2 separate regions of the Drosophila melanogaster genome follow, and region 2 is linked to region 1. Evidence: chromatin contacts called from public Hi-C data. All regions are on one chromosome and are shown on one strand. Each heading gives the region's core, a stretch centred on a gene start, on an enhancer-like site or on the middle of the called end of the contact. The rest is flanking DNA. Distances are from core to core; before and after follow the strand shown. Region 1 holds the start of Atf3 (Activating transcription factor 3). Region 2 overlaps sgg (shaggy).

Region 1 (4,518 bases), core at 1,029-3,528:
CTTTGGCTGTAAATGCGAGTGCAGCAACAACTGACAACTCAAATTGTCGTCCAGGGAGAGTTGGATGAGCGGGGAACCTAACCCCAACCCCAAGCCCGACTGCACACCCACACACGCACATGGCTGAGCTTCTCCCACTGCAGTTGCGAGGTGCGAACAGGCGCACAGCGGCCACAGAAACGTCGCTTGTAATCTTCGCTGTGCCCACTCGGTGTGGGAAAGCTACATATGCATGTATATGTATGGACGTACATACAAGTGCGGTCCACTCGGAGGCCGGTGGGTACTATGGCGCGCAAGTGACTAGCAGCAGTGTGGATGGGCTTGGTAGAAACAAATGTAAAATTTATGAATGTGTTCGCTTTTATGGAAATTTCAAGGACAAGCTATTAATGCCTAGTTTTGCTCGGTCACGAAAGAGAGTCCTATTGGATCGAACTCCACTGTGCTCCGCCAGGCACTTTCATTGGGGCAATTTTTGGCACGCTTCGGACGGCGCAGATGCTGCATCAATTTCCATATGCCACCGCACCACCGTTGCGAGCCCGAACCCCAATGCCTGCCAGTACCCCCGCAATACCAACCCGACGTCCATGTGCTCGCCCGCGCCGTTTGGCACTTTTTAATGCTCATTTTATTCCTTTATAAATTCGCTATTAGATGCCAACAGCGACGACGGCGAGATAGAACTTTTCTGTGTTGCTTCCAACACTCGTATTTTCTCAAAGCTGTTGTGGCTATTGCTATTGCTTTTGCTATTGTTGCTTTTGGCTTTATTGGAGCCCGCTGGCCAATCGGCGAGCAGGTGACGAGATCGTCGGCGAATGGGGTCCGCGTATGATGCGAGTCAGGCTCTATTTTTAGAACACACTGTACATTCAGGGGGCCGAAGGCGGACGAGTCCACACGAAGCGCCACGAAGCTTTCGCTTTTCGCCGCTCTTTCGGCGGTCGCGTGGAAACGTGAGTGGGACAAACAAAGTGAGTGAGGAACGGAACGGAATGACATGAAACATAAACACAGCCGGTTGGCAGTGCCCTCTCTCTCACCATCGGACTCTCTCTTTTCCTCTCTCTCTCTCTCTCTCGCCAGCAGCTTGAGCATTTGTTATTGTTTTCGTGTGCTATTGTAGCCGGCGTTTTTTGCCGGTGCTTAAATCTCAATCGGACATTTCCATTGCAAAGGCGATTGGATATTAAGAAATGGCCTTACACCTTCTTGCAACCCCTTCCACTTCTTCCTTTTGGCCAAGTTGAGCTAGTCACGTCTGTCTTTTGCCACCTTTTCATGCACCGTTAGCTGATAACCGATAGCCGATAACGGATAACGGTGGCTTCCTTATCACAGTCCATGAGCTGTGGACTTTTATGCAACAATTACATACGAGTATGTTAACAAATGTGTGGCTATAGGCCTCCTTAAATTTATTTCGATCGTGTAAGCCAAGCTCAGTTTTCAGATCGTGCAACTCAGTCGGTTGCGCATGCCTTCTAAGCTCCAAAGAGAGTGAGCGAAGGACTGAACATAAGCATTTTCAAGGTCACGGCGCCGCTGTCGACGTCGCTGCATTTGAAATGCTAGTGTGCATGAGTGTGCACAGCGATTCCGATTCCAAACGTTCCGCAAGTGACAGTGAAATGGGTGGCGTGGGAGGTGGTTAGTGTTTAGTGGCTGGTCGGTCACAAGATTCCCTGCTCAATGCGCCGGCTCAAAGGCAAAATGTACCATTTGATAAGTAGTCGTTGCTTCGCAAATTTCCCCACCTACCCAAATTCTTCTGCCTTCTTGGCCGAAGCTTTGTGGCTTTTGCTTTCGGCTCTGCTTCCAGACAAAAGCCGACTAGTGTAGAGCAGCCAAACACTCGCACTCGCACACATACGCGTTCAATTTTCGGATATCTACGCTACTGTTCCGTTTCCACTTCCAAAAGTCAGTTGCGTCCGATAATGAGGGGTTTTACATTTAGTACACTTGCTGTGGAATCTATGAACGCTGGGCGGATGTCGGTGTCCAATCCAAATGTATCTTGCAGATGTAAGGGATAACTCATCTTAACTGTATAATTGTTGAGTAATATTTCATCGTAGTTGCAATGTGTACATATATCAGTTTATATCGTGGCCATACCCCCTTGAGCATTCACCATGTGGATGTAACAACGCCCCTGGGCAATGTTTGTGGTGCGTTTGTTTATTTGTTTGCCGCAGCCCGTTGCCAATCGTTCCGCCGGTCCGTCGGGCCGTCAAAACGGCGCGTCGGTCGGTTGGCAGTGCTTCGCGTCAACCGGACTCGAACGCAACGCCGCCACAGCGAGCCGACGCTCCACCAACCCACCCTTTTCCGCTCCACCCCGTTTCACAGGCACAGCCACATCCACATCCACTGACACTGGCACTGCCGTTCTTATTAGATTTTATGGCGGCTCCGACTTAGAACACAAACAACAAGCACAAGCACAGCACATCGACGGTCGGTCGGTCGGCCGCGCCTTTGGCCGTTTCAGTTGCCATCCGTTTCTTCGTTCTCGCGCCGTTAGAATCGCACTGTGGCGCAGTCGCTCCTCTGCCGACGTCGCTGCCGCTGGCTGACTTATTGGCTTTAAGCGAATTTGAACGTCGCTCGAACTTTTATTCAACGTGTTGGATTCATCGTGTGAGCAACTCTGAATCGCTACAAATGCGCAGCGGAAACTAAAAACTGAAATACACAAACCAAAAACACAAATCGAAAATACAAAATCCCCCTTAAAAATACAAACTAAGCCCCCCAAAAAAAATCCGCGATACGCAAGTGTTAAATGCGATATTGAAGAAAAACGTACATAGTAATACATATAATTAATATCGCCTTAAAATCTAAGAGATTTAATAATATTTTTTTGAAGTGTTGAACCCATTAAGTGCTTTAAACGACAACAACAACAACAACTACCAAAATGCCTTGCAAAAGCATCACGCTTTAGTGGTACAAAACCAAGTGTTACAAGTCCCCCCACCCTTTTCGCAAAGACCCCATTCAAAACTGATAGCAAGGGAGGCCCAAACAGGTGTCCGCCTGCCGAAAGGCCAACGAAACGCACCAGCGACAATCAGATGGGCAGAACTGCTCTTGGAGCGAGAGAGAGATTTTCCAGCAGGTGAGACACTGAACCCTAAATTATCCACCTCGACCCTGCCCCAAGTACGTGACTTTCCTCACACATTTGCGCACACTATCGCAAACTGACCGCAAGCAAACAAGGTCTTCGATCCCCCAAACGATATTGCCATCTCTCGTGACTAGAAAAGTTTCCCCGATTGAGGGAACAGTGACCAAAGGTCCCTTGCTGGTCAGGGTGGAGTTCGCGAAGACGTAACACCCATTGAAATCCCCACGAACCTGAATACATTCGTCGGGAATACTCAACTCAAGTACCCACATATCGTTTTGGATTTCGCATTTCACCGATTCATTGGCTCTATTGATAATGAAAGTAAATACGAGCGAGGTATTCGTTGCGCGTAGAATCATTCATTTCTTAATAACCACACTAAAAGACAACTCATTGATTGAACTCCGAAGATGTTAGTTTGTAATGAATGATAGATAGCACAGACATGAGTTTTTATTTCCCATTTTAGTAGACCAGATAAGGCGTGGGTAAAGTGTGAAACATATTCAATCAAATATCCAAATGCTAAATACAAAATGTGCAAGCAATTTCACCGAAGAAGGCACACAGGCACTGGGGCTAACAGGTGTTTTCCCTCTTTCATCCGTTCGCTGGCTTTTATTAATCAGCTGCTGTGCTGCAGGCGCACACAGATTCGCACACGTGCACAGGCAGTCGCAGATAGCCAAATGCTATAGATACAGATACAGCCATCGCCAATTGGATTTATGGACAATTTGGCGAAATATTTTGCCGCCCTCCCTTGCATGATGCATTCATTAATAAATGTTTTTTTTTATGTTCAACCCCGGCCATTACTGCCCCACCCTGCCAAGTGGTGTACTGGCGGACTAGTCGCCACCCCTTTGGAATTCTGGCCTCGCAATCCGAAGGACTTATCCCAAATCGTGTTGCCAGTTGCGCATTTTATCGCCAGCAAATTTATGCCATAGAATTGCGGAATATGCCACACCCCAGTCTGGGGCAACCCCCTCGTTGGATATGGGGGGTTGTGCCAAAGGACTGCCCCATGTACAGTGCGTACAATGTGCACGCTCTGTGCCACAGAGTCACAGAGCCACGGAGCGAGTGCCAGTGAATGAGCGATGAATGATGCCCATTGTTGGCAGTTCGCTACAACAGCCGACAGTCGAAGACGCAGTAGATACAGTAACTGTCAAAGGGGGAGGAGGAACTGGCTGGGAGGGGTCTAATGTTCCAAAAAAGAAAAAAAAAATGAAAGAAAAACAGAACCAAGATGTTTGGGACATGTGTGATCACTGAAAAAAAATCAATGGGCCTTGTATTATTATTGTTAATTGTATTCATCTTGTATTCACTTCATACAATGATGAAATAAGTTATTA
Region 2 (4,518 bases), core at 1,076-3,575, 1.4 Mb before region 1:
ATATTTTATATATATTCAGAAATCCTTCTATGTAAACGGAATGCATGTATAATGAAAACAATCAATATTTGTTGATTAGGCATCGGCGTATGCGTTTGCTCGTATCATTAGAACGGCAATTATATGATAATTGTTTAACCCACTTATATGACAACAAAGTGATAAAATGGAAACGAGGAAACTTGGAGAACAAAGTTTTTCGCTCTGACTTCGAAACGATGACTTTAAATATATACATTAAGAGCAATCCATTATCAATTGATTAGTAATTTCAGCTGAAAATCAATAATTGCAGCAAGAGATAACGGCCAAACAATGGAAACAAAAAAAAAAAAATAAATTGAACTCAAGGCGAGGAAATATAAAGAGAGCACTACTCACAAAGAACCCTGATGCAAACAAGAGCTAACAATTCTAGTATTCGATTCCATTCCAGAAAAGCTATATAGTAGATATAAGCTCTAAAAAAATGAGGAGCCCATATTATGTTGCTAGACTACCAAACAGTTTCAGAGAGCCACTCCACTCCATGAAACTATGACCAATCAAATAATAACGCTATTCGTGTCACTCATCCACTTAAAAACCCACTCCCTTCTACTTGAAATTCACTTTCGGTCCTTAGTCGTGCACTCAATACGATACGAACCAACAAAACCAAAGACCAACCAGGTGGGATGGTGGGTGGCTGGCCTGAATGTCAAGTTGTCGCCAAACCAAAGCACCGATTCTGGAGTGGCTTTGCTTCTGTTCTGGTGGGCGGGCGGAAGCAGGAGGAACTCGACTTATGCCAAAACCACACGTGCATGTCGCAATTCATGGCCCAATCTTATCAGCAAATAAAAAGTAGCAACAACAACGCTTCAGGCAAATTGCCTAATTAATCAAAAATAATATAAAACGCTTAGCCAAAAGTGAACTTTGGTCATGTGTGTGTTGTGCTAAGTACGTTTCCCTGTTAATTGGGAACGGGAAACAGAGTGAAATGGGACTGGGGGTTATTTATATTGAAGCACCTCGGATCATGTATCGCCTATCTATATGGCCCGTCGTTTTTAAGTATGCATATAGAACATATAGGAGTACATGATCGTGTACGAGAGTATATGAACTGGGAAAGTAGATTAACTTGCGATGATAAGCGGCAATCCACTCTAAAAACCTCACACCATACATATGTATATGCGAACGTATGCCAATCCCCAAAACCCCCTCGAAAAAAAACCCCTTCTTGTTGCCAAGTTCTTTGTTTTCGTTTTTACTGCACTTGATTATCATAATTACATGACAAAACAACAACAATGTTGGGTTGTTGCTTAATGTAAACAAATAAACAAGGCAGCGACGAGAAGAAGCATTTTCCACATTGATAAGAAATTACAAAATATTTTTGTTTATTTTTTGGAATTTATGGGAAAGTCACGACGACTGCGATTGTAAAAATAAAACGAAACACAATATGCATAAAAAACAAAAAACACAGTGAGTCAACTCATAAAGCGAAAGAGTGTTTGAATGTATTATGTTATGTTGCTTAACACAGTGATTTTTGTCGAAACAATTCTACTACTTCAAGTGGCCACTTAAATTGACATTGGCTTAGTCACTGCCCATTTTTACCCATTCAAAGACGACCGAAGGAAAAAAACCAAGACAAATTCAACGAGCGCTGACTAAATGTGGAGTTCCAAGTACTTGGGTTGTCCCCCAAATGCAAAAACTCGAGCCAAGAAACCTGAGAAACAAAACAAAGAAGAAAAAATATGCAAAAGTAAGCCAGCGAACTGCCTTCAACCCAGACTTTTAAAGACCCTTATAGCTATTAGTCAAGTAAAACAATAACAAAAAAAAAAAAAAAAAAAAAACTTATAACTTAATAATAATATTTGCAAGCCATCAATGAATTGCATCAGCCAATTCAATAAGCACGATCGTTAGGATAGTGAACTCAAAAATTCAGGTCACCATGAAATTTAGATTTTCGTCATTTTTCTCCCATTTTTCCCACAAAAATTACGCACAGTTTATCACAGAGAAAAGCGCTTGCACCGCATAAAGTTTACCAAAATGTTGGTTTATTTATAGACAATCTCTCCACTTTTTTTTGTTTTTATTTTTTGGCTCACACCCCCGCCCCCCTCGTTGAATAAGTGAACCATGTGTCATCCAACAGCAAAACAAAAAAAAAACAAAAGGCACACACACACAAAACCACAAAATATAAAAGAAAAATCGAATCATTAATGAGCTGAAAAAGCCGACAAATGCTCTCATGAGAAAAGGAACGACAGCTGCTCTCCCTCTCACGCAGTTGCAACCATCTCACTCCCACAGTCTAGCCCCTCTCGCTCCCACTTCAGCCCCACAATGACGCAATGCGTGGCAGCATTTACGTCAGGCGAATGCTGAAGTTTCTGCTTCTTTCTCGCCGCTTCCCCTGTTTCTTGATGAAACGCCTTTGTGTTGTTTTTGTTTTTGTTTCTGTTGCTTGTTTCTCGTTATGTTTCATTTTCATTGTGCTTCCCCGCATTATTGTTTAAAATCGAAAGCACAGAAGTTAGCCACATAACCCCTTACAAAGTTCGCCGACACACCGACTTCATGCGCTATGTACGTTTATGCAGTAAGGTTTCATGATTTCGTAAAAGCGCGAACTTAAATTGAAACAAAATGCGAGTATAGTGCATTGCATGAACGCAGTACTAGAGTAGAAAAGCAAGAAAACCAAATCAATATTATTCTGGGTATAGTAAATAAACTTTACCAAGATTCCACTCAAGTAGTTTTTTACACATCGTATCTGTTAGGTGGCGCAGACACTTGATGACTTGATGACACCAGACGGCAGGCGAGCCCAAAACTCTATATGGCGTGCGATAAGATTTCCCCACAGACAGACAAAATCCAACAGCGACAGCAAGACCCACTTTTCGCCCAAGGTGCTAGTGCACTGGAAGATCGATGCCAAGCAACTTGGGTCAAGTTGCGTCAGATTCGGTTCAGACCAGATGCCACCGGACCACCAGACCCACAAAAGTCTGGTCGAAATTTACTGCGAGTTACAAACGACATCGCAAATACTCGTAGACGACACTCGGGGGCGTTTGGGGAAGCACGTGATAAGTGATAAGCGGATTTTTTGATGGATTCACGCTAAGTGCTAGTCCCAATACTGTATGTTTATATTTGTCGTAGGTAAATTGCAAGGCGGAAAATGAATTCGGCGCATAAATAACGAAGTGCTAATTGCAAATCTCGACCCAGTGGAAAATTTGTGTGTCTTTCTTTTCTCTTTTTAATCGATAATTGGGAGTCGTGGAATAAAAGACTTCACCTCGAAGCCATTAAATTTCCATCCAATAATTCATCTAGTACTTCCCATCTCATGCCGTCTCTTTCTCGTCGAGCATGGGCCGCTAATTAAATTTGCACGCAAGCGAGCTGGAAGGAAAAGGACGGCGCTACGAGTACTAGAGATGTGCTAATTGTGCACGCTAATTGCGCCAAAAGATTCGCAACGAAACGCAGAAAATACGTTTGTGTCTGTCTGTCGGTCTATATATGCACACATATGTGAATCAAGAAGAGGAGGAACGTTTCGTGTTCCGTTTCACATTGTTGTGCAGCAGACTGGAAAGTTTTGGCGAGCGGCGAAAAATCTCAGTGTAATCGGTGGTTGAGGAGGGGAGGGGAGGGGGGGGGGGGCAGCCGATTTAGTTGGTCATGCGATAATTTCGTTAGACGCCACGCGCCGCTGATTAAACGTCCTTTTCTCCCCATTACCTGCCCACACAATTTGCATTAAAAATAGACAAAAGGCAAGTGATAATATTTGGCGTCTATTTTTGGATGCAAAACGTTCCTACTGTTGATCAATTAATTGACGCCAGGCAATGTGCTAAGTGGAATGGGCGAAACGAATCGGAATGGATCACGGACAGTCAAGGCCAAATGTGATTTAGCCTGAAACAGTGAAATTAAACCCGGAGGTGATAACCACAACGAAACAAATTAAGCGCAATAAAAACCAAATACAAATCCTTACAGTTGGGTAAATGCACAGTTTTTAGCTGGCTAAATTTCAAACGTTGCGTTGGCACAGCGGAATAGAACGCAGCCAAGGCCAGGCACGACCGTTAACCTGAAACAGCAAAATGAAACGAGGAATAAACGCAACAGATCAATTAAGGCAACTTAAACAGTTGGTAACTTTCTAAACGGCTCGTTGTTTGCTTTTTCTTCGCAGCCTTCGGTCAGCGGTCGATAATCGGCCTTGCCAATTGGGGGGCGGGAACGATGGTAAAGGGGCTGGTGGGCGGCGTAGTTGCGAACACCACACAACTGGTTTCAATGTGGCTTACTGGCCTCGCCACTCGCAAACCAAACAGCCAGCCCACCAACAAAAGAACAGCAAATGGCCAAAGCCAAATCTAAACCGCAAAGGTTAAAAGCGCATTCGATGCGATACAAGTACACCATATAATATATATATAATGTAATCTCACAACTTAAGTCATA

The links. A called contact is a pair of places that touch in the nucleus more often than the background predicts.
Region 2: a contact with region 1 is called in a Hi-C map of the Kc167 cell line, with 2.7 times the contacts expected there. The contact joins the enhancer-like site here to the promoter of Atf3 in region 1. A contact is called at or near these places in 5 of 107 Hi-C or Micro-C datasets (the Kc167 cell line, the S2 cell line, embryo and 1 more).

The regions. Positions count from the first base shown.
Region 1 is chrX:1,273,044-1,277,561 of dm6, reverse strand. Atf3 (Activating transcription factor 3) reads left to right here and starts at 2,278. Exons shown (of 5, transcript NM_138988.4): 1 at 2,278-3,136.
Region 2 is chrX:2,650,473-2,654,990 of dm6, reverse strand. The region is part of intron 4 of sgg (shaggy); the gene reads right to left. Among named protein-coding and RNA genes, the nearest start is that of sgg, 19 kb to the right of the region's middle. Within about 2 kb of position 2,325, at least 32 of the 39 cell types and tissues checked have an H3K27ac peak or open chromatin away from gene starts, as enhancers often do. A contact at or near this core is called in the Kc167 cell line, the S2 cell line, embryo and 1 more, where this site is marked.